3 separate regions of the Mus musculus genome follow, and regions 2 and 3 are each linked to region 1. Evidence: chromatin contacts called from public Hi-C data. All regions are on one chromosome and are shown on one strand. The core of a region is the stretch at or near the end of the contact, and the rest is flanking DNA. Distances in the headings are between cores, read along the strand shown.

What was found. A called contact is a pair of places that touch in the nucleus more often than the background predicts.
Region 2: a contact with region 1 is called in a Hi-C map of uterus, with 1.9 times the contacts expected there. The contact joins the enhancer-like site here to the promoter of Thbs2 in region 1. A contact is called at or near these places in 1 of 39 promoter capture datasets (cranial neural crest), 2 of 484 Hi-C or Micro-C datasets (both in uterus), 2 of 115 datasets of contacts at active chromatin or transcription factors (embryonic fibroblasts and embryonic stem cells) and 2 of 9 other capture datasets (adipose tissue and liver).
Region 3: a contact with region 1 is called in a Hi-C map of muscle stem cells, with 1.9 times the contacts expected there. The contact joins the enhancer-like site here to the promoter of Thbs2 in region 1. A contact is called at or near these places in 9 of 39 promoter capture datasets (the 3T3-L1 cell line, cranial neural crest, embryonic stem cells and 5 more), 1 of 15 datasets of contacts at CTCF or cohesin (the NIH/3T3 cell line), 9 of 484 Hi-C or Micro-C datasets (the 3T3-L1 cell line, adipose-derived mesenchymal stem cells, microglia and 3 more), 4 of 115 datasets of contacts at active chromatin or transcription factors (embryonic fibroblasts, embryonic midbrain, embryonic stem cells and 1 more) and 2 of 9 other capture datasets (adipose tissue and liver).

What each region holds. Positions count from the first base shown.
Region 1 is chr17:14,691,833-14,696,125 of GRCm38.p6, forward strand. Thbs2 (thrombospondin 2) reads right to left here and starts at 2,430. Exons shown (of 22, transcript NM_011581.3): 1 at 2,138-2,430.
Region 2 is chr17:14,639,044-14,643,336 of GRCm38.p6, forward strand. No RefSeq gene overlaps it. Among named protein-coding and RNA genes, the nearest start is that of Thbs2, 53 kb to the right of the region's middle. Within about 2 kb of position 1,903, at least 46 of the 459 cell types and tissues checked have an H3K27ac peak or open chromatin away from gene starts, as enhancers often do. A contact at or near this core is called in adipose tissue, embryonic fibroblasts and uterus, where this site is marked.
Region 3 is chr17:14,733,837-14,738,129 of GRCm38.p6, forward strand. No RefSeq gene overlaps it. Among named protein-coding and RNA genes, the nearest start is that of Thbs2, 42 kb to the left of the region's middle. Within about 2 kb of position 1,850, at least 42 of the 459 cell types and tissues checked have an H3K27ac peak or open chromatin away from gene starts, as enhancers often do. A contact at or near this core is called in the NIH/3T3 cell line, adipose tissue, heart atrium and 1 more, where this site is marked.

The DNA of each region.
Region 1 (4,293 bases), core at 1,180-3,679:
ATCCTGGCTGATAAGACTCTGGAAAGGCTTCTTTGTAAATGTCCAGGAAAACCAGTTATGCATAGCTTCATTACAGGCAATCAATACTAACTACATTTCGAAGTTTGGAATAAACTCGGTGCATTTTTCTCAGGACAAGCAGAAACTTTCCCTCAGCGAGGGCTTTAGCCTACTTTTCTGTTCTCCTGCAGGCCTGTGTTTCCATTTGCAGGGATTCTAAGTTGGCTCAGCAGACCCTGGATCAGAAGTCGGAGGCCTGGCCTGAAGCCTGGTTCCTCTGCTCCTCTGTTAACTCCTTAAGGGCTTGCTTCCCCATGCTCAGCTCTCAGCTCCCCCTCCAACAGGCCAGGTTCTGTTCCATGTCATTCCCTGCTCCGTGGAAACTGATCCGTGCACTGTAGTCCCTCATCTCTGTAAAGATGGCTACAATGGGATAACTTCTCATTGAGAAGGACATCTCAGCAGTTCCCCTCTCCAGAATATTTTTGCTAAGCTGGAAACAATGCCCTCCACCAAGGGACAGTTTTCTCCCCAGAGGGAGACAATGGGGCAAGAACTTGGTCTTGCCCCATGAGCAGTGCTTATGGACTGAGCGCTAGGTACATTTCAGGAGGCAGCCAAATACACCATGTCACCTGAGTGCTAACACCAGCTTTTCTAACCAGGTGGAAAGAGGGCAATCTTTTCACCCTCCCACTAAGTTGCTTTGTCCATGGCTTGAAAAACCTGACTCTTAAAGTATCAACTTCTCTAGATGCTAGAGAAAGACCCTATGCAAATAAATATCTCCAGAGCTCTTTGAGGCACAGCAAACACTCAGGATGTGGAACTGTGGCTGGGAGGACTCCCAATGTCAGTTCTTGAGGTGACATTTTTCTGAGGATTCAAGTATAAAGTAGACCTTGTCAGGTACTTTAGAGAATCTTCAGAGTCCACATCTGAAGACTCCAGCTTGCCCTATCCCTGAGTCCCTAGTGCAGGTGTTTGCCACAGGGCAGCTGCCCCTGAACTCCATCCCCAACTTTCTCCTTATTCTATGGACAAATGCTGTCTCTGCAAAGACAAGTTCCATCTTAAAATGACATTTTACAGCTCAGGCATACAAACACAAACAGAGTCCATTAAACTGTGTTTCGGTAAAACCAAGCTCAATCAAGAGTGTCACAAGTAATCAACGGTCATTAACAGCATCCCATCTAATCTTGCTGCCTTCCCCACATGGAAAAGGGACCAAGAAGTGAATAGTATTTGGTCCTGGATCAAGCCTCCTGGGGCCAATGCAATTGCATCCAAGCTCCATGGGTCACACACACACACACACACACACACACACACACACACACAGACTCTTCCCCATCCACAAGTCCTCACTGCAGGTTATGAGTAGACTTTCAAAGGTTTTCTGCAACAGGCTATTATCACTTTTATAGGTCTTACACAAGTTCACCCCACAGGAACAATCGAAGTGAAAGTGTGTTTGCTGGGTGTCTCTAAACATCTTCAACTCCTACTGTTTTGCCCCCCTCCCCGCCCTCCTCCTTCAGCACCAGATCACTTTCTTTTGACTGCCCCAGGCTACCAGCTCTTTTGTATGCAAATTAGCCAAGCTGCAACCCAAACACAGTCCCCTCAGGGTTCTCCCCGCCCTGTACATTATAATTATAATGACAGCAACACTTGTTCAGCTCTTACTAATGTTTAGAATCAGATCCCTATAATCCCGTTGGTTATTTTTTACATTTTCAAGAGATCTCTTGACATTCCTTTCTCTGCTTTCTCTTCCATAGCAAACTTTGGTAGAGAAACTTTCTTATTTTTAAGTAGAAAATGTCAGTTCCCCCTCCCTGAACCCCAGCATCCTTGGAATGAAGCCAACAAGCCCCTTGTTGCTTCACAGGGTTCCTGCTATGAGAGACCACGAAAGACACTCCCCACATCCCCAACCCCTGCCACCCCGGGGACAAAGACAGCAGTGAATGTTCTTGGCAGGTCAATAAGTTTGCAGAGCAAGGACGGTGAGGACGCCACTGGGCTAAGTGTCAGAGGACACAGCTGGACTTCCCCTTTAGACCCCTGGAAACCGTAGCCTTTTCTGAAAGATCACAGCCAGTGAAATGTCTTAGAAATAAAAAGGTACCTGGTGTGTTTGCAAGTGAATGGTGACCGACGCCAGTACTCTGTCTGTCCTGAGGGGGACTAGCTGCGGCAGGAGAGGAGAGGCCTGGCCAGGGAGGCTGCAGACATCGGACTGGCTCTCTCTGCCTCCCGGCAGTGACCGGCTCCTTTATACGCCCTTTCCCCAGGAGGCCTGTCAATCAGACACATGCGGAGGCACGTTTAATTCATTCTTTCGAAGGAGTGTCATAATTCGTCCTCTGGTCTCGCCATTTGCTCAGAGTACCTGGTTACCCAGTCCAAATCCAGCCCCTCAGAGCTAACGCCCCTCCTACAGGTCCACCCAGGCTTTCCAGACAGGGGCCCGGGGAGGAGTCAGACAAGAGGGGCAGGCCAGGACTCACTTTTCCTGTCTTCTCTCAGGAAATAAAATGCTATAAATAAAACCAGCAAGATTGGCTGGGACTCCCCATTTTGCTGAGGAGAAAAAAAAATGCCAATTCTATGCTTTAAATGTGTTTCGAATTACCCAGTGTGATACTGGCCTTTCTAAAACAAGTGAGTAACAGTCAAAACTACAGGACAGACAGTAAGTTTACCACACTGCCGGGAAGTTATTATAGTCAAAGAATTAATTTTTTTTAATGAATTTACCACAAAAGAGAGCCCACCCATTGTATCTCTGACCCGCTTCTCAGGAGAAAAGATTTTAATTTGAACTCACTTCATCTGCTCAGTCGAGACCTGCAATTCTCTGTGACCCTGGCTCCCTGAAAAAGCCCAGTCCTCACCCCAGTCTTGTTGGGACAACTTTGCCAAGTGTGGGAATCCTGCAGTGAGAGGCAGTCCTCGTGGTTATCAAGATAGGGTGGGGGCAGCTTAGAAACTCAGTGAGAATCAGAGGGCCAGACCTAAGTCCATGGGGGTTAAAGCCAGTGCCAGGGTGCATGGTAGCTGGATGGGATGGGGCTCATCACACAAGGAAAGCAGTCAACAGGAAAGACTTGGTCAGGCGGTGATGCACCAGAGCCCAAAGAAGATGGTAGATTTGTGGCATCTCCCACAACCTCCTCTTGGGCTTCATTCTTCATAGACGACACTCAAAGCTTTCTGGACATTTATCTGGTTGACACCTGATAATAAATAAGTCAGGGCTTACTTCAAGAAAAGGAAAGATAAATTAAATAGAGAAAGTACTTAGCCACTTTCTGTTCTAGGTGGGAGACTTAACTGAAGGACCCTGCCATTGTGTTGGATCCTCTTAGATTGGAACCAAAGTGGACAGGGAAGACACCAGGACAAGGCACAACCCCCCCCCCCCCCCCCCCGCTGATCTCCAATCCTTGTGTTTCTGTTGAGGTGAAGGAACCTTTGAACCTACATGGTGGAAGGGGAAAACTCACCTGTAAAATTGTCCTCTGATTCACATGCTGTGACACAAGTGCACATATACCCAAACACATACACGTACCTCCATACGCAGATCAGCCAAATATAATACAATTTTAAAATAAGTATTATTTTCTAATTTACAAAAACAAAAGATTAGCCTCTAACAGTACATTTTTTGAAGGAAGATGCATTGCTTTGAGTCACCAAATTAATGGCAAAAACCTTCATTTTTAACTAAAATAATTAGACTCAAATTTATATTTGGATTCAAAGCCTGAAGGGAGACGTGACCAGGCTCCCTGAAGAGTTTTCAGTGCCTAGCCGCCCCTCTGCTACTTACAGTGGGACCCTTTATGGCAGAGATTCCAGGGTAGAGCAGAGGGCATAGGGTACAGGATGGGCATACTCTGCAGCCTGTAGGGCTCCCTGCTGCTAGTAAAGTGTAGAAAGACTTCACCTCTGAAATATCACACACACACACACACACACACACACACACAGACACACAGACAAATCAAGAGAGTTTGATGGAAGAGCTGACAGTACATGATATGCAATGAGTCTTGGGAAGTCCAGGAACACACCAGGCAGGGACATACGCATAGTAGGGTCAGTGTTGAAATGGGCTCCTAAGGTAGTGGCTGCTGAGAGCTATGGGTAAGTCCAGCCATGACCACAGGACTATCCCAGGAGGGAAATCATGGAGCTGGTGTCATTGACCCTCATGTCCATTCTATAGCATAAAGGGGACTGACTCTCCAAGCCACCTTACTCAGTGCCCTTGGA
Region 2 (4,293 bases), core at 653-3,152, 53 kb before region 1:
GTCTCTCAATCATTTCCCCTTCACGATTTTAATTAGTTCTACATTAATCAACTGTGCTAATTTTAACTATTATCATTCTTTGCTGTCCTTTTAAAGCATAGTCCAAAGAGTAAGACATACATTCTGAATTTAATTCTGATAATTATAAGCTCTCACAGTTGCCAGGACCTCATGACACTTAAACATGACATGACAACGCTCCTCTTGGTTTTTGAACATGTGTAGTTCTGCTTGATTTTAGGATCATCAGAACTGAATTGATCAGCAGCAGTAGAAGCCTTGGGCTCCAGCCTACCTGAGTTTTGATAACATTTTTCCTTCTGCCTCTGAACCATCTGACCTGAACAATGGCATGGGGGCTGATGCAGAAAAAAAAAAAACCCTCTTACATGTTTGCCTGAAAAGTATTAATCTCATCTTTGTGGTTATGAATAGTTTTACTGTTAGTTGCTACTTTTCGACACTTATCTACCACAGGGTTTCTTGCAATGTGTCAGTGTGTGTCTCCAGCTCCTACTATCCTCATCGCTGTCCCCTCCCCCACCATCCTCCTCCTTCATGGATATGATCCTTGTCAATGTTTTCAGTTTTCTTATGAGTACATTGGATTTGGATTTCTCTAAGGGCTGATTGGGGTAACTATCTTCCATCAAGTTATAAATCAGTGAATTTCTACTCTGGGAAAATGTCTGCCCAGGTCCCTTACCCTTTCGGGCAGTTCTGTTTTCCCCCCTGCTGAGTTTCAGGATTACTGAATGAAATAACAATGTGGCACAATTTCCAGCTCAGGGCCCGAGGCGCGTGGTCCAGCTCAGGGCCGAGGCGCGTGGTCCAGCTCAGGGCCGAGGCGCGTGGTCCAACTCAGGGCCGAGGCGCGTGGCATTCTCTGAGGACTGCAGGTTAGGCTCACAGATACTTCCTTTTCTTAACTGGACGCTGCTGAAAGTCATTCATCTGGGCAGAACCTACTGCAGAACCTCAGGCGCCTGCCACTCTGTGTCGGGACCAGCCTATTCACAAATCTCCACAGGAAGCCTTTATATACCAAGGTCTTTGAACACAAATTCAGGTGAGAAAATGAGTATCTTCCTCATAGAGACGTATTTTTATTGTGGAGAAAAGGCGATGAGTAACTCTGTAACCAGGAAGAGCTATGTCAATAAAGGAGAAAGGACAAAGAGAGGCTGGGGTGGATGGCAGCAGAAGGCAGGTCCCCTGGGAAAATGTCACTTTTATAAAACCAAGAAAAAGAGAGGAAACTGGCCACGTGGTTTCCCCAAGAACCCCTGGCCAAGCTTGCTTTATCCTGAGCCCTCACATCAAGACACCCCTCGGCCCTCCTTGGAGGCTCAGCAGTCACCATGATGAGATGGCTGTTAAGGCTGGAGACCTTACCCTGTAGTAACTCTGACATGGGAAAGTGGAGAAAGTTGACACAAAGCACTGAGGGACTCCAGACCAGTTGGCTGAGAGTTCTAAGACAAGGAAGAATCAGGGCCATCTCCCAAGTCCTTCCTGCTCCTCCTAAACCAGTATTATTCTCACTGCTTGAATTGCTTCCAGAAGAAAAGCTATTAAACTGAAAATGCCCGTCTGAGCAGACCATGGGCAAACGTGCGCCAACTCCGAAGCAGAACATGCCAACACATAGACACCCGCTTATGACCTCTGCCTTGGTTTCATTTTTATTTTATTTTTTGAAGAAGAAAATAAAAGCACACATATTAAGTTCTCATACTGTAATTCCTGGAAATCATTTTGGAGTCAAAGAATTTTGACTGTTAAGAGCAAAGACAAACATTGAGAGATTTCCTGCCGCTCCGGGAGCCGCGCCAGTGTACGGGGTTTCAACCTCCCCCTGCCAGAAGTGCTACGTGGCAAGCAGAGACCAGGCTCTGAGAGCAGGCACCAGGCCTTACTGACAACTACAGCGTGGCAGCTGGAAGCCAGGCTCCGGGGTCAGGCAGCAGCTAGCTGAGTGCAAAAACCAGACTCCAAACCCAGGGAGCAAGCCTTCACTTAGAACTGCAACATGACAGCGGGAAGTCAGTCTCTGAGGGCAGGCAGCAGCTCGCTGAGTGCCTTCAAGTACAAGGAACGGGTATTCACCAAGACAGGCAGGGTAGTGTGAGAGATCTTGTGGTGGAGAGAAGCAGTCATGAAAAGAAGGAGACCTAGGAAATGCAGGAATTAAAAATCAATCTGAAGGGTAACACTTTCAGATGAACCAGGTCAACCCATTGTGAACCCTCAATGGTCAAGCTGGTAGCCTTTCTAGCAAAGGGCAACATGTAGCAGGTCCTGTGATGGAGACCTTTCAGCAATATTGTATTTAAAAGGAAGTATTTTAGATTGTCATTCATAAGCCATGGACAATACCAAGGCTTCTGTGTTTACTATGCGCTCCTAGGGATTTCAGGTTGTAGCTAAAAGGAGCCTCTGAGACCATCAGGACTAGTGTCCCCCTGAAACACTCCACCCAACAAATCCATCCCTGACAGTTAATTGCTATACATTTGAAATCTTCAGAGACAGAGCACCGCCCTCCAAAGGGAAATATTCACCCCATTTGCCATAGGTAGCATAGGATTGGTGTGTGTCTCAAGGACAGATACCCTATGAACGTCCATGATGGGTCCTGGGAGTTAATGTTGAGTCATTTTGTCAAAGTTTAGAAGTTACTCAGAGGTTAGCATTAACTCCACACTCCCCCCCACCCCCGAAAATTCCTAGTAATGCTAACTTGCTTTACCAAACTCCACCATCACAGCTCTGTTTCTGATATAAGGGACCAGAACAGGGTGGCCATACAAAGGAGAATCAGGCAAACTTGAAAGGACTTAGTCTTATATAGCAAAATAAAGTGAGAATGGGCATGCCCAACCCTATTAATTTGATCTTCCTATAGACTGGGTCTTAGACAATTAGCCATGAAGTAGGCATGACTTAACGAGGACTCTAAAGAAGGACCTAGGCACTAGCATCTTGGCACGCTAGAGCCATTTACCTGCTGTGGGAGGACAATCACCTAGACTGTGAGATATTGTCAGAAACCTTGAGTGTAGACCCTCAGGCTATGATACCTTTGGTGGCACGAGCTCCCAGCACAGCCTCTTCAGGTCTCACAGGTGAACAGCAAGGAGAACCAGGTTTTCAGAAGTCAGCCCTGGGTTACATTAGACCTGATATGACCCTGAACACTGAGGACCATGTCTGGACTATTGAAAGACACACCCTTGGGTCCCCAACGTTTATGGGACTGCAGTTTGGGTGCTTTGTTACGTTGACAACATCTCTGATTCTTTCTCACCGTGTGGTCAGAGTGGCAGGCTCAGGATGTGTAAGCAAAGGCAAGCATGCCAGTTACCTCCATTCTAGAGTGGAGCAGCTTAAACAGCATGGCTTCGTTTCACAGCTCTGGGGGCTGGGATCAATGTCAGAGACAGCTGATTGGCTTTCTTTCCCAGTTTCCAGACTACCTCCTCCTAGAAGCATCCTCACATTCTCTTTCCTCTTTGTGGTACTTGGTGGCCTCATCCTCTTCCTAGAGACATAGATCCTATAAGTTTATGGTCTCATATGTCATCATATCGATGTCCTTATATCTGAGGACTTAGTTTCCAAGTACAGTCATTGGCTAGATCTTCAATCTAGGACTAAAAATTGAATCCAGACAGTTGCTAAACTTCCGTATGACCCATCTTCCTTCTGTGATGCAGGAGACTCTGTGAAGGACAAGAAGTCCTGCTCTGCTGAGGAACAATCTGAGGGTTTTAAGCCCTCCACTCCCCTTTCCTTGGTAGTTTATTGTCATTCCATCGTTTCTCCTGGAAGCCTTACCCCACTGATGTGCTCACCTTTTTAGAGAAATTCTCTTCTCTCTTGAAGTCTAATACCCCCAGTCTACAGGTTCTAAGTACCATGATTAGTTACTTTCACACCTTGACTAATTGTAGTCCCCAACTTTGTAAGTCTCATGATGAATTTGATTAAACCAGACTCTCTATATCCACCCATGCTCCTGAGCACATGGGGTTTAAAGCTCCAAGCAGTTATCAAAGCATTTGGTGGGACATGGTTGAGATGAATTCAAAGACTGGGCTAGGGCATCTGCAATGGCAGACGGCAACGCGATGAAGGTTTGATAGGGCTGCCAAGTGTGAGGGTGGAGAGAAAGCCAGAATGGTGCCCCTCCAGCAAAGGACCAGAAAGAAAGAAGTGGAGGACAAGATTCACCTTCAGCAAATGTCCATGAGGAAAGATGCTTCCAGTGCAAGAGAGAGGGGAGGAAGG
Region 3 (4,293 bases), core at 600-3,099, 41 kb after region 1:
GCCTAGTGCCAAGATAAGCCAATCCCTTTGCACAGTGGACTGCAGGGATGCACAACAGTTTGGCTGTATCTGTGATATCTCGTGTACTCCTCGGCTTCTCTCCAAGCCCAAGGAGATTTCTTTCCTTTCCTTTGTGCGGTGACAACCTGTCTTCCATTTTCTGTTTCCATTGTCACATTAACCAAACGCATTCTGCTTTGATCTCCCAAAGGAGTGACTCAGACTGTAGACGTAGGCTTTTCTGTGAAATTTCCAAAAAGATAAAAACCAACGTTTAAACTCAATCTGTTTCCTGTGTGGCACTCCAGAGGATGATTTCAGGAGACAGACATGCGTGTGGGAACAACCGACGGGCGCCTCTTCCTACAGGCTTCGAAGCTGCAAACAAGCTCTCAGCCTGATGCAAGAGTGTTATTGAAAAACCCAGAAAAACATTCCGTATCATTGCCTCCTGCTGAAGGGATGAGACCCAACTCAGATACAGGCTCTGACAGTTAGTGAATGGAGCCTCATCAAAGAAATCCCACTGAGAGCCCAGCGGAGATATTCACTGGGTTTTATAAACACACACATGCTCTTCAGATCCTTACCACACACAAAGAAATATTAAAAGTAGAACTGAAAAAGATTTTTGTGGCTTTTTATCCTAGGGAACTATTGCCTAGCAGCTTCCTAAAACTAAGCGACGTGACATAGGTTCTCAGTAGTGTAACTCGTAAGGCAAACAATAAGTCTGAGAAGGAGAAGACAGACACTGAGCACCAGCTGCCTTAAAGTCACAGCCTGGTCCCTGACCTAAGTCCAAATCCTCCAGAGGGAACATTGCTTTGTGACTGGCCTATTCATGTATGTCCATGTATGTGCGTGCATGTGTGTGTATGTGTGTGTGTGTGTGTGTGTAATGTTCAAATGAGTTTCTTTATGTGTGTGTGCTAACAGTGTATGTATGCACCTATCTGTATCTGTTACTGTATAAGTGTGGAGTATGTGTGTGTGTGCTCAAAGTGTGTATATGCAACTATCTATGTATCTGTGTCTGTGTGTGTAAATGTGCAGTGCACGTGTATGTGTGTGTGCTCAAAAGTGTTTATATGTGTGCATGTGCTAAAAGTGTATGTGTGTGCCTATCTATATATCTGTGATTGTGTAAGTGTGGGGTGTGTGTTTTTAAATGTGTTTCTGTGTATGTATGTGTGTATAGGCACTTATCTATGTATCTGTGACTGTGTGTGTGTCATGTGTTTGTGTGTGTGTGTGTGTAAGAAGTATATCCCTATAGTGTAAACTATTAAAGAATAAAGAGTTCTGACACTTGGAGAAACAGGCATGGCAGGATTTCTCTCCCCATGGTAGTGTAGGTTGTGTGGGTTTCTTTTTTCCATGTAGCAAAGTTCCCAAAGGAGGGATTGAATAATAGATGATGGTTTAAACTCTAGAATGAAACACGTATCAGAACCTAGTCCATGTTGGGTGGGTAGCCAAGTGGTCATGTTACGAAGAGGTGAATAAGGCTCATACTCTGCTTTTAAAAAGATCAGTAGAAAAGCAGAATTAGCAACTGGGTCATGACAGCTGCATTACGGCGTGTTAACTAAGAAGTTGGGCTCTGGGTATGTTTATCTCACCGTGAGATCAGGAAACACTAGTGAAACACTGCAGTCCCAGCATGTGCTGAACTGGGATAAAGTGGAGCTCACTACCTGATCTCTGTAGAGTGAGATAAAGCCCCATATGAGATATATTCATACAGTCGCCTATAAAAAACAGCTGGGTTATAACTGTTAAAGGAGGAATGACACCAAATAAAACTTAAGAGTTTGTATGAGCGAAGGGTGATTCATGATTTGACTCATAATCTCCTTCCAGATTTGTGCTAAGGCCAGAAGGAGGTTATGGCCTCTGATTCCCGGGCTTCTCAGGCCGGGTACAAAAGCACAGGAGAAAAAGAACTGATTGCCACCACTGGCAGTCTGCTCCACGCTGCCATGGCCTGCCACATGGCCAGGATCAGCTCATTGGCTAAATCATGATTCACAATTATTCAATTGTGAGATGCCTCTAAGTTCACATTTGACAGTGTCAGGGTTCACAGAACCAGCCGAGACTGGGGCATCCTGCTGACCTGTTTTTCCAATCCAGTCTCAGAAATTCCCTCTGAGTCTTGACCTACTGACCAAGAGGACAGTATAGGAGCCACTCAGTCACCAGCATGGCTGCTTTGTCTCTGTCTCTAAGTGAGACTCACAAGGCATACCAGGCCACAGAGAAAGCCTTGTGTTGTTCCTTCCGCTATCTAGCCTGCTGCCTGTTACGGTAACTACAAATCTGCATGGGAGAACGGGGACAGCGTACAGGGCAGCAGAGGTTACAGGAGGAACTCGGAAGATTCCTTCTAGATACCGGAGGCTTTGCTGCCATCCAGGCCTCAGCAGCCAAATGATAGAAACAACAGACAGTTAGATATTAGTCCCTGGGAGAAAACTATGGGCATCTGTGAGTACAGAGGATATGAGTCAAGGGTCCAAGGTGTGATCCCAGAGCCATCTTCCCGGCTACAGTTTGAAGGGCTCTGGCTGAGGAAGCCTGTCTTTGAAAGCTCCTTCAGTGCCTGTAGCCATGACAGATGCCACTCAGCTGTCCAGCCCCATTATGCAGGGCTTTAGGCGCTCCTCAATCTACAGATGCTGGCACCATAGAGAAGCAATAGAACCAGGAAATAGCATCACCAAGAACTCTGAAGTTCCCAAAGGGAGTATAGTATTTTCTTTATAACTGTCCTCATTTCTGCCAGAGATCATCACAGCAAGACCAAGTTAATTTAGGCTCATTAAACACAACTTGGATACTTACAGAAGTGCAGAACGGCCTCTGGCTCACCACATGGTGTATGTCTAGTTGGTTGCAACTTTCACAAGGACTCTCTGAGCCACTCAGTACTAGAAAGGTAAGCATGTTAACTACTTTGAGACATCCTGGGAGTCCTCTGAGATACCCAGAGTTAGATATTTCTCCCAGGGACTAATAGCAAAAGAACTCTGTTTACAATGTCATTGTGAGATGGTTTAAAACACTGTATTAAGTAAGGCTACAAGTCACTATGGAGCCCTGCTTGGTTTCCCAAAGGTACAAACACAAGACCTAAAACCAAATACAGAAAGTTAGAGAGTTGTAGAAAATCCTGTCAGTATTAAGAAAGATACTCATCTCCCTCAGGTGAGTAGAGGCAGGGAAAGCTGGTGGTTAACACAGGGGATGGTTTTGATGTTTTAGCTTCATTCAAAGCTTCATTTGCCCTAACCTGAGGTCAGGTAGACATGGTGACTAGATTCTTAGAAGAGTTGCCGGCATGCTTAGAGCAATGCACACACACATCATGCTTGGAGCAGTGCACACACATACACACATACGCACACAGAAGCAAATGCACTACAGCCATTCACACTTGCATTTTATACATAATTGTTTACACACACACACACACACACACACATACACACTCCAGTGCCTTCCTGCAGGCCCTGACCAGCACAACAGTCCATCCCTGATTACTAGTGAAGTCAAACAAAGAGGAAGAGGCCCTTCCTCCCTGCCTCTGATGATGATCTTCACAGAAAAGCAACAGCTTCCTCAAGACCATCCTTACTCCAGTAGCTGCTGTCTGTTTGTCCTTATTCCGGTAGCTGCTGTCTGTCTGTTTGGGAGAAATTGATACTTTGGGACAAAACACTTACTTTTATCTTAGTGTTATTTAGCATTTTCTCTATTTCCCAAGATCATCTCAAATGTACCTTTTTAAGTCGAAGGTCCAGTGGAATACTCCAGACATGAGTTCACTCTGACGGGAATCATCATGACATCCCATCCCACATGGCAGGTGTTCCTTTCTAGTTTCTGTTTCCAGCAATAGTTCAGGAATGAAGAATTCAAAGTCTTGGTCTAACTTTGAAATCTAGTCCTTGTGGAAAACCGCCACTTGGGCTGGATCTTTGCTAATGGCCTGTTGCATTCTGGGTGTTTTCCATGGCCTCAGATTCTACTTCTTGTGTACCCTCACCAAACTGATGTGGACAAGTGGATGCCAAAGTATTTCTGAATCACCCAAGAGCTAAAAGAATGACTTTTTAGAATAGCATGAGGTTCTAAAAAGAAAGCCACCCTCAGAAGCAATGGAACTTACAACATTTCTCTGTGATCAAAACTACCATAAAGTACATTGTGTCCTAAGCACTCAAGGGAAGGAGGAGCCTGTGGGTCACTGGTCACTGTCCTGAAGTGAGAGTAGCTGGAGACACC